2 separate regions of the Mus musculus genome follow, and region 2 is linked to region 1. A link is a contact called in public Hi-C data. All regions are on one chromosome and are shown on one strand. The core of a region is the stretch at or near the end of the contact, and the rest is flanking DNA. Distances in the headings are between cores, read along the strand shown. Region 1 overlaps Mef2a (myocyte enhancer factor 2A). Region 2 overlaps Lrrc28 (leucine rich repeat containing 28).

Region 1 (3,929 bases), core at 1,050-3,549:
TCCCCTGGAACTGAGCTAGGGATGATTGTAAGCTGCCACGTGGGTGCTGGGAAGCAAACCCAGCTCTGGTTCTTTGTAAGAACATTCAGTGCTCCTAACCCCTGAGCCAGCCATAGCTACAGAGTCTTTTAGTACTACCAGAGGATCCCGCAATACCTCTCCTGGTCATATATCCAAAAGATGTTCCAACCGGTAAGAAGGACACATGCTCCACTATGTTCATAGCAGCCTTATTTATAATAGCCAGAAGCTGGAAAGAACCCAGATGCCCCTCAACAGAGGAATGGATACAGAAAATGTGGTACATTTACACAATGGAGTACTACTCAGCTATTAAAAAGAATGAATTTATGAAATTCCTAGGCAAATGGATGGACCTGGAGGGCATCAACCTGAGTGAGGTAACCCAATCACAAAAGAACTCACACAATATGTACTCACTGATAAGTGGATATTAGCCCAGAAACTTAGAATACCCAAGATATAAGATATAATTTGCTAAACACATGAAACTCAAGAAGAACGAAGACCAAAGTGTGGACACTTTGCCCCTTCTTAGAATTGGGAACAAAACACCCATGGAAGTTGTTACAGAGACACAGTTTGGAGCTGAGACGAAAGGATAGACCATCTAGAGACTGCCATATCTAGTGATCCATCCCATAATCAGCCTCCAAATGCTGACACCATTGCATACACTAGCAAGATTTTGCTGAAAGGACCCAGATATTGCTGTCTCTTGTGAGACTATGCCCGGGCCTAGCAAACACAGAAGTGGATGCTCAGAGTCAGCTATTGGATGGATCACAGGGCCCCCAATGAAGGAGCTAGAGAAAGTAACTAAGGAGCTAAAGGGATCTGCAACCCTATAGGTAGAACAACAATATGAACTACCCAGTAACCCCCAGAGCTCGTGTCTCTAGCTGCATATGTATCAGAAGACGGCCTAGTCGGCCATCAGTGGAAAGAGAGGCCCATAGGTTGTGCAAACTTTATCTGCCTCAGTACAGGGGAACTCCAAGGCCAAGAAGTGGGAGTGGGTGGGAGAGTGGGTGGGAGACTTTTGGGATAGCATTGGAAATGTAAATAAAATAAATACCAAAATAAAAAAAAAGAAAGTAAAAGAAAAAAGACTTAAAAAGAGAGATGTGGTGGCGCACACTGATAATTCAGATCTCAGGAGGCTGAGGCAGGAAGACTACTTTGAGTTTGAGGTCAGCTTGAAGTACATAGTGAGTTTCAAGCATGCCTTGCCTGACAGATCCTGTCTTAGAAAGGTTGGCAGGGGAGGGGGGAACTATTACTGAGGTTTAGTAATTTGATTGTGTTGTATTTTGGATGGTTTTCTTGGAGATGACTTTGCTTAGCTTTTTAAAAAAAATTAAATGTAGAAATGTTTTGACTATTATTTCTTTTTTTAAAGATTTATTTATTTATTATTATATGTAAGTACACTGTAGCTGTCTTCAGACACTCCAGAAGAGGGAGTCAGATCTCATTACAGATGGTTGTGAGCCACCATGTGGTTGCTGGGAATTGAACTCAGGACCTTTGGAAGAGCAGTCAGTGCTCTTAACCACTGAGCCATCTCACCAGCCCCATTGGCTATTATTTCTTAAATACTCCATTTATTCTAGTCTTTTCCTTGCAAATGAAAATGTATTTGAATTGTCTTCATTGCTACTGATACCACCACTCATTCTTATTTTCAGTTTTCTTTTTTTCTGTGACTTATTTGTATGGCAAATATGAGAGTCTGAGATCACTGTTTTACTCCAGAAGTATCTATCATCCAAGATGGTTTCAAACTTATTAGCATAGTTATTTTTTCTTCCAAGTTTTACTTCTGTTTCTCCTTCATGCATATGTATGCTGGTGGGGGTGCACATGTGCATATGTGAGTAGAGGTCATTGGTCAGCCTTGGGTGTTGTTTCTTAAGAGCCATCCATTCACTTTGTTTTTCTTTGGGACCTGTGGCTCACCTGTTAGGCTAGGCTGACTGTCATCCACTAAGCCTCAGGGATCCGCTTGTTTATGCCTCCTCAGCTCTGGGATTAGGAATGTGAGCACCATGCCTAGCCTTTTACTTGGGTGGTGGGGATCAAATTCAGGTCCTTATGCTTACAAAATAAGCACTTTACCAACTCCTGAATCCGTATCTTTCCAAGCATACTAAATTTCTTTGTAATCATGTTTTTTAAAATGTGTAGGAGATGGAGCCTGTATGTGTATGATTATATTTGTGGGTATGCTGGTGCTTATGTGCATGCTGGCTGGGCAGCAAGCATATACACATGGATGCTGGATCTTAACAGTTTGACATTTTTGAGGAAGGATTATCATATCAAGTGAGTCAGATGTTTTAAGCTTATGCAATGATTAATTCCATAAAATAAAAAATACTGTGTTAAACAAAAAGGAAGCAAAAGCCTAGAAAAGGATCCATGTGCATATAGACATTTGCTTTAGGACAGAAATTATAACAGCAGAGTAAAGAATTGTTCAGTAACTAAAAATGAAATAATTGATAATCTATTTGGAAAAAGAAGTACCTTATTTTCTTATTTTCTACAATGCAGAAAGCAAAGACAGATTATTCATTTTTAATTAGAAGGCAAAACTATAAAACAGTTGGAAGCTTCTATAGGAAAATATAGAGATAATTTTAATACATTTAGCAGACAAAAGGGCCAAATCCAAAGATTCAGAGCACTCTTGTCAATCATGGACAGTTCAGTGAAAGAAGGAAAAGAGACTTGGACAAGCACCCCATAAAGAAAATCTAAATATTTACAAAGCAGGCAAAGAGATTCTTAGCCTATTACTAATCAAGAAAATACCGCAAAGAGTCTGTGATAACTGTAGTAGAGGAACTGAGATTTAAGTGATTAGTAATACTTGTTTTGAAGGATACTTAGTTATGAGAACTCACTAAAGACTGAGTTACTGTGTATTACTACCAAAATAATCAGGAAAATGGTCTCCTTTTGAGGTAAAGGAGGGTTGACTGTTGAGAAAGGTACTGATGTCTTAGGAATACTGATGCTCTTAAGGGTTTGTTTGTTTTTTTAACTTTTTTATTGGTTCCATTTACCCTAATCCCACTCATCTACCTCATCCCCGTACCTGCCCTTTACTTTTGCAATCTTCCCCACAACAGAGAATAAAACAAAAAACAACAACAAAAAAACTCCATCTCGTTGTGGAAGCAATTTCTTTGCTTGCAAATGCTCATTGCAGTGATTTATTGGTCTGGTTTACTCTATTCATACTGGAACCTCAAAGGAACTCTTCTTGTATATTCTTTCTTGCCCTGTGTCATGGAGATCCTCTAGTTTTGGATTTTTAGGACCAGTACTCCAGCATTTAAATTGATAGGATAGATGCTGAGGTGGGCCAATTAAAAGAACCTGAGCTCATCAGCTTGTTGGATCTGCTTCCACAACCTCTGGGCCAGCTCACCAGCACCACCACCCCAACCCCCCTGAAACCAGGATCAGCCCTACTCTGCTGCCCAGGCAAGGTGCGGAGCCTGCTCTTCCAAGTGTTGCAGATAGTGAAGGACATGGCCAATTTTCCCATTCTAATGACCCTGGGGCCAGCTCTCCATGTGCCATAGATCACCAGTGAGGAAGGGGAGGAAAACAGCTTTTCCTCACCTGGCACAGCAGACTAGAGGTCTGGATTTGCCCAATTGTCATACATGTTTTTGGGGTGTTTTAAGCTAGGCTAGGCTAGGCTGGGCTGTGGTCTTCAAAGGTCAGATAAACATTTTTTACTTAGTTTCAATTGATGATGGGATTTTTCAGGATTTAGTCCCTTGTAAGTTGAGTGTTTGTGTTTAGAGAATCCAATATAATTGTGCTTAGTTGCAATAAGTTTTCTAATGATAATAAGTTACTTTGGAATATATTAATAAAAGAAAGAA
Region 2 (4,123 bases), core at 102-2,601, 270 kb before region 1:
TAGCATCAGTCATAGCATTGCTAGCAGGTCCCTGTTTGGCCAGGGGCGTTTTCTGTCACCTTTTGACCTTCTATAATATGCCTGTTACTCCTCTTTTGGTCCCACTTGACTGTAATAATACTGCACAGGATATAGAGAATAGTAGACAGATAGGGAGACGGCATGGGAAGGAACTATGCAACTCTCCTGATGACTGACCTGACTCTGCGTAAGTGGGATGTCATAAAGCCATGTTGCGTGTTCTTTGTGTTTCTTTTGTAAATTAAAATCATGAACATATTGTTATTGTACATATGCATATTTCTATGAATGAATGAAGTCTGTTTAAACATTTCATTATTCTTATGTGAGAATATGATATTTGGGTATGTGGGGTGTGCTGTGGGGTGAGCCATGGCGCATGTGTGGAAGTTGGGACAGGTTTGTGAAGTCGGTTCTGTCCTAACCCTTTATGCGTGTTCCAGAGACAGACAACAGCCACCAGGCTTCTGCAGTAACCACTCTTAGCTGCTGAGTCAAATCATTGGCCCTATTACTGTACATTAATTATACATAATAATAGACTTCTCTGTGACTTTTGTCTTTTCGTTAGCCACAGGTTTGATTGAGATATTCCTTTCATATAGATCATATGTTCTTATTGCCCGCCCTCTGCCTCCCACGGTGCTTGTCTCCCTCCTACCCTCAGAGTGGTCCTTTCAGGTTCCATACTGCTACCCTCTCTCGTTCTTAAGTGTGCTCCCTGGATGTGGCTTCTTCCATTGCGAATGATTTGGGGTAGCATTCCTGCTGTTCATTGAGTAGATGTTCTTGCATACATCGGTACTTACTTTTATTTCAAAGCAGTGTTCTATTGCGTAAGTACCCAGTTCCTCCTAGTGAGCATATAGGCTTAAAAATGGTGACGTCCATACAGATAAAGCTAAGAAAACCCAGTGGAACAAGGCTTTTTGTGGACATGCCTTTTTTGTTTCTTTGGGGCAAAATATCTCAAGAATGAAAGTTGTTGCTTCACAGGGCAAATGTACATTTAACTTTATAAGACACTTCCTAGCAGTCTTCGGAGAGACCAGCTCAGTCCTTACCCTTGGGCAGGACAGAGCAGGCTCCTGGCCCCGCCTCCTAGTGTGGTCCTCTCGGCCTCTCCTGCTTATTTTTAGCAGTGCTACTGGGTATAAAAATAGTCCCTTTATTTTGAATTTAGTTTGTATTTTCCTCTTGCCTGAGAGTGACAAGTACCTTGTCGTGTGTTTACAGGCTATTTAGAACCTTTCCTTTGATTTGCAGGAGACCGCTTCCTGTTTTACATGCTGGTGGCTGGCTTTTTCAATTGCTGAGAGATTTCCATCACCAGAGCTGCCCCTGGCCCCTATCCCATGAGGGTTCTTCCTGTGTCCCACTGTGGCCTTATTTGCTTCTCTATACTCGCTTCCCAGAAATTTATCTTGGCTTTCTTATTATCTCCATCCCCCAGTTTTCCCTAGCTGAAAGCCTCCAGTACCTTGGGAAAATTGCATCAGCATGTGTGTGTGTGTGTGTGTGTGTGTGTGTGTGTGTGTGTGTGTGTGTGTGCGCGCGCGCACAAGCTACCTTTCACAGCTGAACTGATTTCTCATTAGCTTTTGTCTAGGACAGATTCCTTTCCTCCCTTTCTTTCAATCAGGGCATAGCAACTGGGGTCCTCTTTTCTTTTAAAGTAGGTTTGTCCCTTATTAAAGTTGGCTTAGGATAGATAATTGTGACCTCTGGGCCAATGGGTTTTAGGAATGATGATTATGTGGCATAACCACCTGTGTTGGTTGTTATAGGAGAATGGTGATCTCATGGCTTTTCTATTTTTATTTTTTTCTCTTTATTACTTTATAATCACGTACATGAGTGTTTTGCCTCCATGTATGTCTATGCACCACATGAATGTCATGACTGTGGAAGCCATAAGAAGGAATTTCCTAGGCTGGAATGATGGCTGTGAGCGACCATGTGAGAGCCAAGGTTAGAATGCAGGTCCTGTAGAGCAGCCAGTGCTCATAACTGCTGAGCCATCGATCCGGCACCTTCCTAATTTTATCTTGCAGTTAAGTGCACATGTGTGTCTGTGTGACGGTGTGACCATATGATCGCAGGCACCAATGGAGTCAGAAGAAGCCGTCAGACTCCCTGGAGCTAGAGTTATAGGTGATTGCATAATTGCAGGCTACCTAATTATGCATGCCAGGAATTGCATTTGTATCATTTGTAAGAGCACTACATGCCTTAAGCTGCTGAGCCATCTCTCTAGCCCAAGCTTTACATTTTTTTATTTTTTTAAAAAATAAAAAATGTGTGTGTGTGTGTGTTTGTGTGAGCGTGAGTGTACGCGTGCTTACCAAAGCACATGTATGATGGTCAGAGGACAACTTGAAGTTGGTTTTTTCCTTCCATTTGTGGGTCCTGGACATCAAATTCATGTCACCAGACTTGCTGGCAAGCACCTTTACCCAGGGAGCCATCTTGCCATCCAAAGGTCTGTGTTTTTGAAGTTGCCCTTCCTACAACTGACTACCATAGGTTGTGCTTCTTCTGTGCTCCCTATCCATTTTATTTCGGGTTGCCTGCACACGCTTCAGTGTTGTATTTATTTCCTGTATAGCTTTTCTCTATGCACCCTTAACACTCGAGACACATGTGCCGTTGTGTCAAGGGGACCTGACAGTAGCATAGTCCCATGTGCATCCTTCCTTGGTGCTCTTAGGTCGGTTAGATTTTCTCTGTAGATTAACATGCACATATGCTCGTCATTCTCTTCCCTAGAGACTTCTGCTGTGTGCACTTCTCCTCAGCTCGAGCGGAGGCTCCCTTCACTATTTCTTGTAATGCAGTTCTACACAGGGACAGGGAGCCAACTTGGGGGTTATTTGCTTTTGGTTTAGGAATTCTGAGTTGGCTAGATTTCTTTCTCTAAGGGTGACTCTCCATTTCCCTGCCCTCCATTGTGTGTGGTAAAAGTCTGTCCTCATGCCGTCCATTCGTTCCCACACCTCTAATGGCTTTCACTATTGCTGTAGGAAGGTGGTTCTCATTATCTTGGTATCACTGTTTTATCTATGATGTGGCTTGATGTATGTTTTAAAAATAATTATCTCTGTCTTTTTTTCCCCCAGCATTGAAAGTTGTCTGTCATTTCTTCAAATATTTTTCTGCATCACATTCTCTTTGTGGAACTTGTTACATGTTAAATTAGTTGGTATTTTTCTACATCTCACTACAACTTTGTTCTTTGTTGTTGATACATTGTTTATTTAATGTCTTAGCTGAAATAGAATTGTATCACTTTTCCCCATTCTTTCCTCACAGCCCCCCCATCCCCTCTCAAGGGGGACGTGGTAGTCTCACTCTCTCTCTCTCTCTCTCTCTCTAATACACACATATTTACATAACTACAACCCATCAGACCCATTTTGTTGATGATGTGCTTGTAGGTTTCAAGGTTGATCACTGCATTGGCCAACAGATAAGGGGCATTCCCAAGAGGGGCTAATTCCCCTTCTCTCAAATTGCCTGCGGTTCTTTGTTTATGGTGAGACCTCGTGAACTTTTCCCCATGATCATGTCCGTTGATATTGCCTTTGTTCAGATCTTGTCTAGGCAGCCATTTCTAGGAGAAACTGTTTCACAGCAGGCTTTGTGTAGTTATGATTCGTTCACTATTTCTGCTCCCTCTTCTTTAATGTTCCCTGAGTTGTTATGCAGGTGTATCTGTCGGGCTGGGATCCCCATGATCTGTTGCTCTCTGGATTGTATCCACTTGTGGTTTTCTGTGATGGTTTCTACTTGCTGGAAAGAGAAGCTTCTTTGATAGTGGTGCAAGGGTCCATGGTTCTCTGAAGAATGATACCGCGGATTCAGGTGGTACGTATGCAAAGAGTGTTTTATTCTGCAGAAGTCCAGCATGCTGGGGTCGCCCATAACCAAGATAGAGAGACAAGCAAGTGAGCTCACAGGCCTGATGTCCCGGGCAGAGGAGCTTTATCTTACTGTATCTCTAGGCATTCCCGAGCCATTATTGGGGCATGAAGGCTGGAGCCTGGGTTTTTCTAATAGTAACTGGCTTGCCTGGGCTTGCTGGACTTGCCCAGTTCTTAGG

What was found. Hi-C and Micro-C count contacts between places; a contact is called where the count stands out from the background.
Region 2: a contact with region 1 is called in a Hi-C map of bone marrow-derived macrophages, with 19 read pairs. The contact joins two enhancer-like sites. A contact is called at or near these places in 1 of 15 datasets of contacts at CTCF or cohesin (the NIH/3T3 cell line), 12 of 484 Hi-C or Micro-C datasets (B cells, CD8 T cells, Sertoli cells and 8 more), 3 of 115 datasets of contacts at active chromatin or transcription factors (embryonic stem cells, epiblast stem cells and microglia) and 3 of 9 other capture datasets (adipose tissue, liver and pancreatic islet).

Annotation. Positions count from the first base shown.
Region 1 is chr7:67,342,576-67,346,504 of GRCm38.p6, reverse strand. The region is part of intron 2 of Mef2a (myocyte enhancer factor 2A); the gene reads left to right. Among named protein-coding and RNA genes, the nearest start is that of Mef2a, 28 kb to the left of the region's middle. Within about 2 kb of position 2,299, at least 4 of the 459 cell types and tissues checked have an H3K27ac peak or open chromatin away from gene starts, as enhancers often do. A contact at or near this core is called in bone marrow-derived macrophages, where this site is marked.
Region 2 is chr7:67,611,384-67,615,506 of GRCm38.p6, reverse strand. The region is part of intron 5 of Lrrc28 (leucine rich repeat containing 28); the gene reads left to right. Among named protein-coding and RNA genes, the nearest start is that of Lrrc28, 32 kb to the left of the region's middle. Within about 2 kb of position 1,351, at least 41 of the 459 cell types and tissues checked have an H3K27ac peak or open chromatin away from gene starts, as enhancers often do. A contact at or near this core is called in bone marrow-derived macrophages, where this site is marked.